Linked DNA regions of Oryctolagus cuniculus: region 2 is linked to region 1. The links are chromatin contacts, called in public Micro-C maps. All regions are on one chromosome and are shown on one strand. The core of a region is the stretch at or near the end of the contact, and the rest is flanking DNA. Distances in the headings are between cores, read along the strand shown. Region 1 overlaps POC1B (POC1 centriolar protein B). Region 2 holds the start of POC1B (POC1 centriolar protein B).

Region 1 (7,278 bases), core at 4,338-6,837:
ATGACCTGATACCATCAAATTACCAGAGGATAACTTTGGGGAAATTTTGCAAGACACTGGCATAGGCAAGCCCTTCTTGGAAAAGACCCCAGAAGCACAGGCAATAAAAGCAAAAATAGACAAATGGAATTACATCAAGCTAAGAAGCTTCTACATTGCAAAAACACTCAAAAAGTAAAGAAACAACTGATAGAATGGAAGAAAATATTTGCAAACTATGCAGCTGATAAAGGATTAATATCCAGAATCTAAAAAGAACCCAAAGAACTCAGCAACAACAAAACAAACAATTCAGTTAAGAAATAGGCAAAGATGGGACTCCGAATCACATTAAGTTGGTAGGTACCAACGCCACCTTACTAGTTAAAGTGATTAGTTTAAGTTTATATCTGATCATAAAGATAGGATTAAGTGTCAGAGGGATCACATAAACAAGACCAGTGTCTGCTAATAATAATTGATAGAATTAAAAAGGAGAGAATAATCCAACATGGGAAGCGGGATACACAGCAGACTCATAGAATGGCAAATGCCCTAAACAGCACTCTGGCCTCAGAATCAGCCCTTAAGGCATTCAGATCTGGCTAAAAAGCCCATGAGAGTTTCTCAGGCATGGAAAGCCAAGACACTGGCAAAAAATGACCTATATGAAAGATCTCTCTGAGTGGGATCCCGGTGGAAAGAAGGGGCCATCAAAGAAGGAGGTACCTTTCTCTGAAGGGAGGAGAGAACTTCCACTTTGATTATGGCCTTGTCTAAATAAGGTCAGAGTTTGTGAACCCAAGAGACTTCCATAGCCTTGGCAGCTCATGACAAGAGACCTCAAGGTATTACTGACATCATAAATAAGAGTGTCAATGGTTAAATCAACAACAGGAGTCACTGTGCACTTGCTCCCCAAGTAGGACCTCTGTCCTTAATGTGTTGTACTATGAGAATTAATGGTAAAACTAATCTTCAAACAGTACTTTATACTTTGTGTGTCTGTGTGTTTTCAAACTGTTGAAATCTTTATTCAGTATAGAGTTGATCTTCTGTATATGAAGATAATTAAAAATGAATCTTAATGAAGAATGGGATGGGAGAGGGAGTAGGAGATGGGATGGTTTGCAGGTGGGTAGGTGGTTATGGGGGGAAGAACCGCTATAATCCAAAAGTTGTACTTTTGAAATTTATATTTTTTAAATAAAAGTTTTCTAATAAAAAAGAGAGAAATGGGCAAAGGACATGAACAGGCATTTTTCAAAATGTGAAATACAAATGGCCAACAGACACACGAAAATGTGCTCAGAATTACTAGCCATCAGGGATATGTAAATCAAAACCAAAATGAGGTTTCATTTCATCCCAGTGAGAGTAGTTCTCATATAGAAAAAAAAAAAAAAAAAAAAAAAAAAAAAAAAACAATAAATGCTGGTGAGGATGTGGGGAGAAAAGTACCCTAATGCACTGCTGGTGGGAATGTAAACTAATACAACCATTATGGAAGACAGTATGGATACTCCTCAGAAATCTGAAACTAGATCTACCATAGGACTTAGCCATCCCACTCCTGGGAATTTACCCAAACGGAATGAAATCAGCATATGAAAGAGCTATTTATACCCCCATGTTTACTGCAGCTCAATTCACAATAGCTAAGATATGGAATCAACCCGGATGTCCATCAACTGATGACTGGAAAAGACACTGTAGTATATATACACTATGGAATACTAGTCAGCCATTGAATTCTGTCTTTTGCAACAAAATGGATGTAACTAGAACCATTATGTTTAGTGACATAAGCCAGTCCCAGAAAGATAGATAGCATATATTTTTCCTGATCTGTGATAACTAATAGAGTGCAAAAAATGTAAAGTATACTGGGGCTGGTGCTGTGGCACAGCGGGTTAAAGCCCTGGCCTGAAGTGTTGGCATCCCATACGGGCGCTGGTTTGAGTCCCAGCTGCTCCTCTTCCAATCCAGCTTTCTGCTGTGGCCTGGGAAAGTAGTAGAAGATGGCACAAATCCCTGGGCCCCTGCAGCTATGTGGGAGACCCAGAAGAAGTTCCTGGCTCCTGGCTTCGGATCGGCGCAGCTCTAGCTGTTGCGGCCATCTGGGGAGTGAATCAGTGGATGGAAGACCTCTCTCTCTCTGTCTCTACCTCTCTGTAACTCTTTCAAATAAATAAAATAAATCTTAAAAAAATGTAAAGTATATGAGTGAAACTGACATTCTGAGATATGATTATTGTTTATAGCCCTTGTCTATACTATTGAGGAACAGTGCTTTTTTTCCTTCTATTTGTTGAATTTTTAACTTAGTGAAGGGTTAAGTTTATGATTATAAAATAAACTGAAAGTATATCATTGTAAAAATTAAAAGAAAAAATAAGAAAGGAAGGAGGGGGGAAGGTGGGAGCATGGCCAGGAGTAGGGTGGGAAATATCACTATGCTCCTAAATCTGTATTTATAAATTACATGAAATCTGTATAAATAAAAAAATCTTTTATAAATAAAAAATCATTTTTTAAAAAAGATCTATGCCCTCATAAGATTTTCATTCCAGGGAGGAAGAGGATGGAGGGCACATGAATATCATTATAGATAGTGATATGAAAAAATTAAAACAAAAAAGCTGCCAATCTGTTACCAGAAGCTCCACAGAATAAGATTTTAAAGAAACTTGCAAATAAGGAAAAGGAGGTTATCTTGGTAAGCTTAAAATTCATTCTGAGTAGGAGCGTCCCCAGCCTAGGAGAAATCTCCCAGTGCTAAAGAAATGAAGGGGCTGTGCACCTCAGATGAATGCACATGTATGCGTGGCTGGCAATAAGCTGGTGCCAGAGGGAGGGGTGGCTTCCGGCTCAAACAAAGGGGCCTCAATGTTAAGGTCTCCCATCCTTGGACACTACATGATAACTACTGCATGTTTTTTGCCTCTAGAGGGCCTGAAAGTGAGGATGGCCATTTCTATTGCTTTTCCCTCCTCCTCCTTTTTTTTTTTTTTTTTTTAAAGATTTTATTTATTTATTTAAGAGTCACAGACAGTGAGAAGGACAGAGAAAAAGGTCTTCCATTGCTGGTTCACTCCCAGTTGGCTGCAACAGCTGTAGCTGAGCTGATCAGAAGCCAGGAGCTGGAGCTTCTTCTGGGTCTCCCACATGGGTGCAGGGGCCCAAGGACTTGGGCAATCTTCTACTACTTTCCCAGGCTATAGCAGAGAGCTGGATTGGAAATGGAGCAGCTGTGACTAGAATTGCTGCCCATATGGGATGTCGGCGCCACAGGCGGAGGATTATCCTATTGCACCATAGCGCTGGACCCTGCCTCCTCCCTCTTAACATTTAATTAGATACATGAAAAATAGTTTAGCACAAATAACACCAGCTTCTCTTTGTCCTTTGATCAGGAAAGGTTAGTCTTCTCTTTACTGTCAGGGCTTAAATAACACCTAACTGGCCTGTTAATTTTAAGGGTGTTAAGAGGATTAAAAAAAATTCTACTAAAACATTAATAGCTTTCTGACTCTAACTCTGTTCCACCCAGCGCCTTTTAAAGTTTCCAGAGTAGGTCAGAGATGGACTTTATTTCAGTCAATAGTGACTCATGGAGTTGGCAGGCAGGGACCGCCTGTAAGGCATTTGGGAAGTTAATTGAGCTATTATTGAATCCCTTAAAATGTATTGGTACTCAATCAAGAGAATGAGGAAATTTTTTAACTTCTTTCTAGAAAAACTGGTTTACAGGTCATTGAGAGTAGCCCAGATTATATCTTTCACCTGGAACCCAGGAGTTCTAAAACTATCTAAAATGCTATGCCTATATGCAGTGTTATTCTGACCTTTGGTTCAGAAAACCAAAAGGGCCCATAAGCCATGAAATGTTTTAATGTGCTTTCAAATTTCCCTTTGGATATTTCTTATCATTAAAATAAATATTCTATAAAGCACACATTTTCAGTCCTCAGGACCCTGAGACCAAACAGGATAGGCGTAGCTCCACGCCTTGCAAAACCCAAATCATTCATAAGGGATTTGCTGAGGTCAGCAGCTCTTCAATACAAGAGAAAGCAGTAAAAAGTAATGGAAATAAGACTGCCCGGGAAGTAGAGTCCAGAATTCTAGGGCTGATTCTTCCACTGCCCAGCTCAAGCACACAGGTCCACTGGCCACTGTTTCTGTTTGTATAATGAGAAGTTTGGGTTACACTGAGATCTAAAACTTTCATATATTCATTAAAAAAACTGGCAGTCCCAGAGTTTGCTTTGCTTTTGTTTTTTACATACTTAAAGTGAAGTTCAAATAAATAAATAAATATTTATGCTTTTTAAAGGGTTGGTCAGCATTAGAGGAGAAACCATCTGTTGACTGTGGTAACAAGATTCATTCTTGCAAATGCTGAGAGATGAAAAGCAGATGAAAAAAATAAAAAGATTAATTACATGTCAGGTCATTTACTTTCTATATGCCCACACTTATCTCCCGGGATGTCTACCCAAAAGTGTAAATGCCTACTAGGTGTCTCCTCAGGGATGTCCCATGGGCACCTCCAACTCAGAACTTGTCCAAATCTGGACTCATCATTCCCCCCACCCCCCAAACTGCTCCTTTTCCAGTAAATGGTTTCTCAACTTAGAAACCCAGGAGTCTTCCTGATTGCCCTTCATTTTTTAGTCCCCACATTCTAACCTGTTACCAGATCCTACCATCTCAAAGCACCACTAACTCTGCCGTCTTCCATTCTCTACAATCATCAAGTGATCTTTCAATCTTACATCAGGCTGGATCAGTTCTTCTGCTTAAAACCCTTTGGTGCTTTCACCTTTCCCTTGGGAAAAAGTCGACATCCTTACCCCTGCTTTCCGTAAGTCTCCAGGACCTGTCTCACTCTTCACAGCATCACATCATTTTCCCTTAGGTTCTTGCACTTACCTTGGGCCTTTCCTAATACGCTGCTCCCTGTTCCTCAAAACCTGCTTGCTCCTCTTTGTTCAAAATACATCAAAGGATTTTGCATGATCTTCAAAAGTTCTGTTTCAATGTCACACCCTTAGGAATAGTCTTCCTCAATGTTTGCTCCCCAGGATGTCTTCAGAGCAGCCCACAGCCACAGGGACATCACACATGCAGCTGAGTTTTCCATGTTTGCTTCCCTAACAGAATGTAAGCTCCAAGAACAGAGAACTCTCTCTCTCTCTGTCACTGTTGTCTGCCCAGACACAGTGCCTGGCACTGAGAAAGCCTTAGTAATTATTAATGGAATTTTAAAAACAAAAACAAAAATACTTTTTAAGGGACTTGAGACTGACTTCCATTATTTATAGCCAATGAAAGCTGATGTTTTGAAATCTTTGAAATTTGTTGCACAAAAATGTGAATGTACTTAATGCCATTGAACTGCACACACAATAATGGTTATAATGATAAATTTTATGCGATACAGATGGCCCTTGACTTAAAAATTTTTCAACTTTACAATAGTGTGAAAGGAATAAGCATTTAATACTTTGGATTTTGAATTCTGGTCTTTCCCTGGGCTAGTGAAAGGCACCACGATGTGCTGTCTCGATGTTGGCAGTGAGCCTCAGCTCCCACTCAGCACTGCAATTACGAGTGAACAAGTGATACTCTACACTGTGCTGTGTTACTGGGCCAGATGTTCAGTGAATTAGGGGTATTCAGTGCATGTCTTACTTACAATCTATTCATCTTATGATGGGCTGATCAGGATGCAATCCCATCGTATGTCAAGAACATCTATTATCCATTTCCACAAGAAAAAATCTTTGCAATTCAAACAGTGAAAAGTTCATTCATAACACTTCTAACAAATTGTTAAAGTTAAAAGCAAATTGTTCCCCCTCAATGAATGCTAGAAAAGCAACACTGTTTGAAAAGTTATCTGTATTAACCTCTACTTATTTTGGGCTGACGGCCTCTTAAAACAAGTTATCCTATAGTATTTATTATTTGAAGTATAGAGCTATAATAACCTTATGTTTTAGAAAAATTCTTTCACAACTATAAAGAGATATTTCTTACCTACATATATTTTTCAATGTTTTCTTTAGCAGTCATTAGAGAAAAAAATTACTTTAAAAATTGGGTAATACTGAAAATTTTAAAAGTCCAGAATCCCAACACTCAAACACAATTAACACCTAAATTTCTGTGTACCTTATCTTTTGTTAATGCACTGGTCCTTTATATTAAAACCATGAGTTCTGAATTTTATCCCTGTAAACATATTTTTCATACCATAACTTACATTATATTCCTCTTTTAATGGCTACATAAGCTATTTACTTAATCACTTTTTTTATTTTGAAAAAAATTGGTTATTACTAATTTTTTTAAAGATTTATTTCATTTATTTGAAAGGCAGAGTTACAGAGAGAGGTAGAGACAGAGATGGAGAGAGGTCTTCCATCCACTGGTTCACTCCCCAAATGGCTGCAATGGCCGGAGCTGAGTCTACCCAAAGCCAGGAGCTGCTTCCGGGTCTCCCATGTGGGTGCAGGGGCCCAAGGACTCAGGCCATCTTCTACTGCTTTCTCAGGCCATAGCAGAGAGCTGGATCGGAAGTGAAGCAGCTGGGACTTCAACCAGTGCCAAAGTGGGATGCTGACACTGCAAGCCATAGCTTTAACCCGCTGTGCCACAGTGCCAGCCCTAATCTAATTTATTATCCTTATAAATTATGCTGAAAGCAATACCTCTGAATATAAAGCTTTACCCAAAATTATATTGTTTAGAATAAATTTCAAGTTATGGAATCACTGAAGCAAAGACTAGATATATTTTGCAAACTGATTTCTACAAAGATGACACAAGTTTGTATTTTTTATTTATTAATTCAGAAGAGTTACATAGAGAGAGGAGAAGCAGACAGAGCGAGGTCTGCCATCTGTTGGTTCAATCCCTAATTGGCCTCACTGGCCAGAGCCACACTAATCTGAAGCCAGAAGCCAGGAGCTTCTTCTGGGTCTCCCATGCAGGTGCAGGGGCCCAAGGACTTGGGCCATCTTCTACTTTCTCAGGGCATAGCAAAGAGCTGGATTGGAAGTGGAGCATCCAGGACTCGAACTAGCGCCCATACAGGATGCTGACACTGCATGTGGAGGCTTAACCTGCTACACCATAGTGCCGACCCCACAAGTTTGTATCTTAGAATCAGGAGTAGAGGCTGGGACTGTGGTGTACAGTGATGGCATCCTGTATGGACACTGGTTTAAGTGCCAGCTACTCCTCTTCTGATCCAGCTCTCTGCTAAGGCCTGGGAAAGCAGAAGAA
Region 2 (6,609 bases), core at 1,290-3,789, 43 kb after region 1:
AGCCCTCCAGCCATGGTTGGAGATCTGATGGGGTCAATTCTGGATTTCCGCCTGTCCCTTTCATGTTTGGGGACAGAATGCCACTGAAACGTTAAACGCCAGTCAAACCCACCAATCATGGGCTCCCCAGTCTGCATATAGAATTCAAAGGTATTCCAATCGATGGTGTCTATCACAGGACAAACAACGGCTGTTTCATCTCTCTCGATCCTCTCCAGAAGCGGCTCCAGCCAACCAGAATTACACTCACAGTGGCAATCCAGGAAAGTGAGGACATCCCCAGTGGCAAAAGTGGCCCCGATGAGGCGGGCCCTCACCAGTCCCTCCCGTTTTTTGGTCCTAATCAGGCGGACCCTATCAAGATTGCTGATGTAAGTTTCAAGTTGGGTCTTCAAATAAGCTCTGTCACTCAAGTCATCGACCAGGATGATCTCCTTGAGCAGGACTGCGGGAGAAGTTTCGAGAACACTGTGGATGGTGCGGAGCAAGGTGGACCAGGCTTCGTTATAGAAGGCGATGATGACAGAGGTGGTGGGCAGTCTCCTGTAGTTGAACGTCTTGGACTTACACTCATACATTCTTTTATCCTCTATGTGGCGGTGCAGAGAAATCCTGTCACTGAGGTAAATATTGATGGCATATCTCTCAATGAGCTCTTCTTGCTGCTTCAGTTCCCCCTCGCTGAGCTGCAGCTTGCTGGCTTTCCCCCACTCCCCGAGGGCTTGGGAATCTGCCGGGGGCTTCTCATACAGCGGGCGCGACAAATCCTCGGCGTTTCTCTCCAGATCTGCGAATCGCCTGGACGTCCGCCCCTCCCTGGCATGGCCGGCACTGGGGGACGACTGGAAAGCCGAGACCGAGAGCTCCACGAGGATATAGGCCGCCGTTAAGAGCGCCAGCAGCAGGCAGCTCTTGCCTGCCCAGGTCCACCGCACGGCCATCCGGATCCTCATGGCTGGGGCTCAGCGGCCGCCACCTCGCCACCTCGCAGGGGCAGCCTGGAAGGTGAACTTCCCGGCAGGTCCCTGCCTTCAGGCAGGCGCTCGGCTCTTCGGCAGCTCCTCACAGCCCCTCGGGCTCCCCGGAGGGCACCTGAGATCCCCCTCGGACGCGCTCTGCCCACTTCCTGCTGCTCTTCGCAGAACTTTTCACAAACTCTCCAGCCAACACCCCACCCTCCGCGGGCCGAGGACAAACCCCTCCCCTTCCTACTCACTCCTCCTGGCGGTTACTTGGCGAAAGGCGCCCGCCAAGCCCGCGCCGGTGGGCGGCTCTGGGTCTGGGTCGGGGCCGGGGCCGGGGGCCGGGGGCCGGGTGGCCCGGCCGGGCACCGCCGCCCTCCACCCCCCACCCCGATGAGGACCTCCGAGGCTCTCGTGGGAGCCCGGGACAGGAGGAAAGGTCTCCGGCCACCTGAGCTTCTGTCTCCTTACACAAGATAAAAACAGTGACACCTACCAAGTTGTTTGCCGTTAGGGCTGAAGCCCACGGAGGTGATCGCCGCTTTGTGGCCTTTAAAGTAACGCTCCAGAACGGGGTCCTCCTGCGAAGGAAAGTTGTCGACGGTTCAAACCAGATGTGGACCCCGCGTGCAGCGGCTGGGGGTCGACGGTCCACACAGCCGCAACGCCAGGAACCTGCCCCCATCGCGGGCTTGGGGTTGCGGGGCGGCAGCAGCGCCCCGCGGGGAGACGCCGGGCGCCAGCTCGTCCCGCAGCGCCGGGAAAATCGTGCAATCCCGCTTCCCAGAAGCAGGCGCCTCTAAGGGACGACCTGAGGTGGGGTTGGGCTCATCTGAAATGCACGTTCCCAGGCGCCGCGGCTCCAGTCCGCAGGTGCAAGGAGGCGCCCGGGCTTTTGCACTTTTCTTAAAAAAAAAAAAAAAAAAAAAAAAAAAAAAAAAAAGTCCCAGGTGATTCTGACGCAGGCGCTCCACGGAGCCCCTCAGAGAATTCTGGGGGTCATGGGGTCGCTTACGCTCCTTCTCGAGTTCTGGGACGCGCAGAGGAGCGTCGCGGAGCCCGACACGGGCTTGGCGCTCCGGCCGCCCGGTTCACAGTGGGAGAGGCGGACGCCCCCCAGGCCAGGGGCGGGGGGCAGCACCTCAGGACCCCGCTGCCGACACCTGCTTCCATCTCCTCCAGGTGCCGCCGCGACCCTGCCCCGGCCCCCCAACCCGCGGGACCAGCCCCGGCCAGGGCCCCCCACAGCCCGTCCTTACCGGGGAGGAGGCCATGGGGGAACGGTGGGCGCCGGGCTCCTGCGGGCGGGGGGAAACGGGGGCGGGAGGGAGGAGGGAAGGGGAGAGGGTGAAAAGGGGAACCGCGAGGCGCCCGGAACCGTCTGCTCGGAGCGGCAGCACCTCCCGGTCACTACAACAACGGCGGCCCAGTCAAACCCCGCGCTCCAGGCATGGCCAGCCGAGCCTCGAGACTCCGAGGCCGGAGCGGGGGTCGGGGGCGGAGGGGTCGCTGCCAGCGACTGCGCGGGACGCTCCGGGGCCAAGTGCGACGGTACACCTAAGCCACTGTTTACTAATGCTGGCGTTCCCTTTCGGTTTGACGCCTGGAAAGAGAAGGAAGTGGGGAGCGAGGGCATTGTAGGCCTGTGATCGATGCAATCGGAGTTCTATTACATGTTAAAGAGCCAGCGCTCGTTGGTTTCAAGTTTGTCCCCGGTAATTTATCACGGGAGAGGGGGCGTGGCGTAGGGCGGTGGAGTTTTGATGTGAAGAGGAACAGCTGGCTACTTCTCAATACATTCAAAGGAACTAAAATCCTGGAGGACAGATTTGAATTTGTTTAATCTCTTTACCAAACAGTGCCCCGCATGATAATAATGCTGCACACTGGAGATGAATGGACGAATAAACCGCATCTCCTTAACCTTTTGGGCTGTATGTTTCTTTATCTGCTTCTTTGCGTATGCTTTCCAGGAATGCATTTACCAGCAGCGCATTTAAAATCTTTAGGAAGACTTGGAAACATGTTTTAACGTATTAGCTCAAATGGTAACTGTAACTATTTATACAACAGGGTTTCAATGCACATAGTATCATTTCTGGTTCAGTAACACTGTAGAAGTTGGAAGAGTTATAATGTTCCCAAATGATAAACTTGATTCTTAGATCCTGATCTTAGAAGTCATGCAGAGACCGCTTTTTCAATTCTAAAAATATCTTGTTTTTTTTTTTTTTAATCCTGAAATTACATACACAATAAAGTTTCTTGGCAATGTAAAATGGGATAGGCCACAGCTGGTAAGATACACGTTCTATGTAAATGAGAGGTATACTACCACCTTAATTACAGGTTCTCTAGTTGTCTAGAGATTGCATTTAGCTTTAATAAGTTCTGCAGATAACAATTTAACGGGTAAGAAATAGCTTTAGATTGCAGTGTTACTTTAATTCAAGTATATGATTGTTGAATTTCTCCTGTATGTTTGGCCCTGAGGGATATAAAGATGATTGAAATGTTTTTCCTGCCTTCAAGGACTCAACCATCTAGATTGATATGGCTAATATTTTAGCATGTGTAATGTTGATTTAGCGGCTCAATTCGCAGAGATGCTGAAGCAACATGCTCGTAAATAGGGTGGGATCCACGGTTCTACGGATTAACAAGCTCCGTACACGATTGCTATGGGAGTCTCAGCTGTGTACATTGAGAAACATTGCTGTAGTCCAGGGGGTGATATATTTAACAGTGTTGATGCCAGCAATTTGTCAACAAACTCTGGCAAGACTCCAAGTTTTGCTCCTTATTCCCAGTCTAAGTTTGATTAAACACACACACACAATCCTGGCATGCTTAAGCATAATACTGGATGCTGGTAGGAATGTAAAATGGTGCACTGTGGCTCCAGCAAGTCTACAGCTAGGTATAGCCCACAAATACTGAAAGCAAGGACTCAGATGTTTGTATTACATTAGTAACAGCCCCAAAGTGAAAACAGCCCAAGTATTCAACAAAGGAATAGATAAAATATGATAACTACATTCAATGAGATATTATTCAGCCACTAAAATAATGAAATTCTGATGCATGCTGCAACATAGATGACCCTTGAAGACATTATGCCAAGGGAATACATTATGGTTGATGACTTTACTTCTTTAAAGTACCTAGAATGGGTGGATGTACAGAGACAGAAAGGAGCTGCGGCTAAGGGAGAATGGGGAGTTACTGACTGATGAGGGGTGCAGAGTTTCTGCTGGGGATGAAGTTCTGAAAATAGTGGTGATGGTTGCACGGCACTGTGAATGTGCTCAACGCCGGTGAATTCTAGCCTTAAAAATGGTGAAAATGGAATGTTCAATGTTATGTGTATTTTACTCAAAAAAAAAAAAATAGTACTAGAATCTTAGGAGTAATCAAGACCTCAGATCTCTTTTAGCCATGATATGTCTGATATTGGACATAGCAGGTTAACTAAAAAAAGGAAGAAAAAGTTGGACACTTAGAAACTAGTTCAAGGGGGGCTGGTGCTGTGGCGTAGTGGGCTAGGCATCCGCCTGCGGTGCTGGGCCCCTGCACCCATGTGGGAGACCTGGCAGAAGCTCCTGTGGCCATTTGGGGAGTGAATCAGCAGATGGAGGACCTTTCTTTCTGTCTCTCCCTCTGACTGTAGCTCAAATAAAAACAAATAAAATCAAAAGATAGGAAGGGAGGAAGGAAAGAAAAGAGAGAAACTTGCTCAAGGGACTGGCACTGTGTAGCAGGTTAAGCTGGTGCCTGCAATGCTGGCATCCCATATGGGCAGCGGTTGGGTCCTGGCTACACTGCTTCCCAGCCAGCTCCCTGCTACTGGCCTGGGAAAGCAGTGGCAGATGGTCCAACTGCTTGGGCCCCTGCACTCACATGGGAGACCTGGATGAGGCTCCTGGCTTCGGCCTGACCCAGCCCATTGTAGCCATTTGGGGGAGTGAACCAGTGGATGGAAACTCTCTCTCTTTGTCTCTCCTTCTTTTTCTCTCTGTAACTCTACCTTTCAAATAAATAAATAAATCTTTGAACAAAAAGAAACTAGCTCAAAAGAATAATTTAAGATTTTTCTCAGTTTAAAATTTCTTTAAAATTTTAATTTAAATTAGTTTTTAATAGTCAATGTGATTTGTAGAAACAATTCTAAGAACATAATGATTTCTCTAAGTTCTTTAGAAAATGTTTTTTTAAATTCCAGTTATCAAAAATACATGATTTTGCCAGCACCGCGGCTCACTAGGCTAATCCTCCGCCTTGCGGCGCCAGCACACCGGGTTCTAGTCCCGGTCAGGGTGCAGGATTCTGTCCTGGTTGCCCCTCTTCCAGGCCATCTCTCTGCTGTGGCCCAGGAAGGCAGTGAAGGATGGCCCAAGTACTTGGGCCCTGCACCCGCATGGGAGACCAGGAGAAGTACCTGGCTCCTGCCATCGGATCAGCGCGGTTGGAGGGTGAACCAACGGCAAAAGGAAGACTTTTCTCTCTGTCTCTCTCTCTCACTGTCCACTCTGCCTGTAAAAAACAAAAACAAAAACAAAAACATGATTTTGGGGCCAGCGCTGTGGCGTAACGGGTAAAGCCACTGCCTGCAGTGCTGGCATCCCATATGGGCACCAGTTTAAGTCCCTGCTACTCCACTTCCAATCCAGCTCTCTGCTATGGCCCGGGAAAGCAGTAGAAGATGGCCCAAGTCCTTGGGCCCCTGCACCCACATGGAGACCCGGAAGAAGCCCCTGGCTCCTGGCTTCGGATTGGTGCAGCTCCAGCCATTGTGACCATATGGAAAGTGAACCATCAGATGGAGGACCTCCCTCTCTCTCTGCCTCTCTGTAGGTCTGTCTTTCAAATAAATAAAATTACCTATTTTTCCATCACCTACAGCTCAGCTCAAAAAAAACCTGTCATCTGCCTGTGCTGTGCTCACTACATGCAGGGCATTCTTCTAGGTGTCCTACAGATCTTGACATTTAATCCTCATAATACTCTTATTAGAGAGATACTATTACCATTTCCACTTTACACATGAGAAAATTCGTGTGCAGGGCCACATACTGTGGCACAGAAAGTTAAACCACTGCCTGTGACTCCAGCATCCCAAGTGCCAATTTGAGCCCCCATTGCTCCCCTCCTGATCCAGCTCCCTGCTAATGTGCCTGGGAAAGCAGCAGATGATGGCCCAAGTCTGCAGGCCCCTGCCATCCACGTGGGAGACCCCGATAGAATTCCTGGTTCCTGGCTGTTGTGATTATCTGGTGAGTGAACCAGCAGATTCAGGATTTCTGTTTCTTCCTCTCTCTTTCACTCTGCCTTTCAAATAAATAAAAATAAATAAATCATGTTTTTAGAAAGGAAAATTGATGTGCAGAGACTTGCCTATGGCACACAGCTGAAAAGTACCAGAGTGAGCTGTTCAGACAGCCAGCAGTCTGTCTCTAGAATTTGCTGCTAATCATAAGTCATGAAGTTTTTTTTGCAAGATGGCAAACACATTGTAAATATTCAAAATATTGTATACTAGCCAAAGTTGTAATAGTTTTACAAAAATTTAAAAAGTAGGACCTTCTTTGTTCCTATTCCACAGTCTTCAATTCTTACCCCAATTTCCCCTTCCATTGATCTTTTTCAT

What was found. Hi-C and Micro-C count contacts between places; a contact is called where the count stands out from the background.
Region 2: a contact with region 1 is called in a Micro-C map of ear pinna, with 4 times the contacts expected there. The contact joins the promoter of POC1B here to the enhancer-like site in region 1. A contact is called at or near these places in 3 of 6 Hi-C or Micro-C datasets (ear pinna, liver and an unstated tissue).

Annotation. Positions count from the first base shown.
Region 1 is chr11:92,132,499-92,139,776 of mOryCun1.1, forward strand. The region is part of intron 4 of POC1B (POC1 centriolar protein B); the gene reads right to left. Among named protein-coding and RNA genes, the nearest start is that of GALNT4, 43 kb to the right of the region's middle. Within about 2 kb of position 5,588, at least 1 of the 8 cell types and tissues checked has an H3K27ac peak or open chromatin away from gene starts, as enhancers often do.
Region 2 is chr11:92,178,121-92,184,729 of mOryCun1.1, forward strand. It overlaps POC1B (POC1 centriolar protein B), which reads right to left and starts at 2,540. Exons shown (of 12, transcript XM_017342011.3): 1 at 2,222-2,540; 2 at 1,459-1,543. The coding sequence starts at 2,236. It overlaps GALNT4 (polypeptide N-acetylgalactosaminyltransferase 4), which reads right to left and starts at 1,178. Exons shown (of 1, transcript XM_008256873.4): 1 at 1-1,178. The coding sequence starts at 953.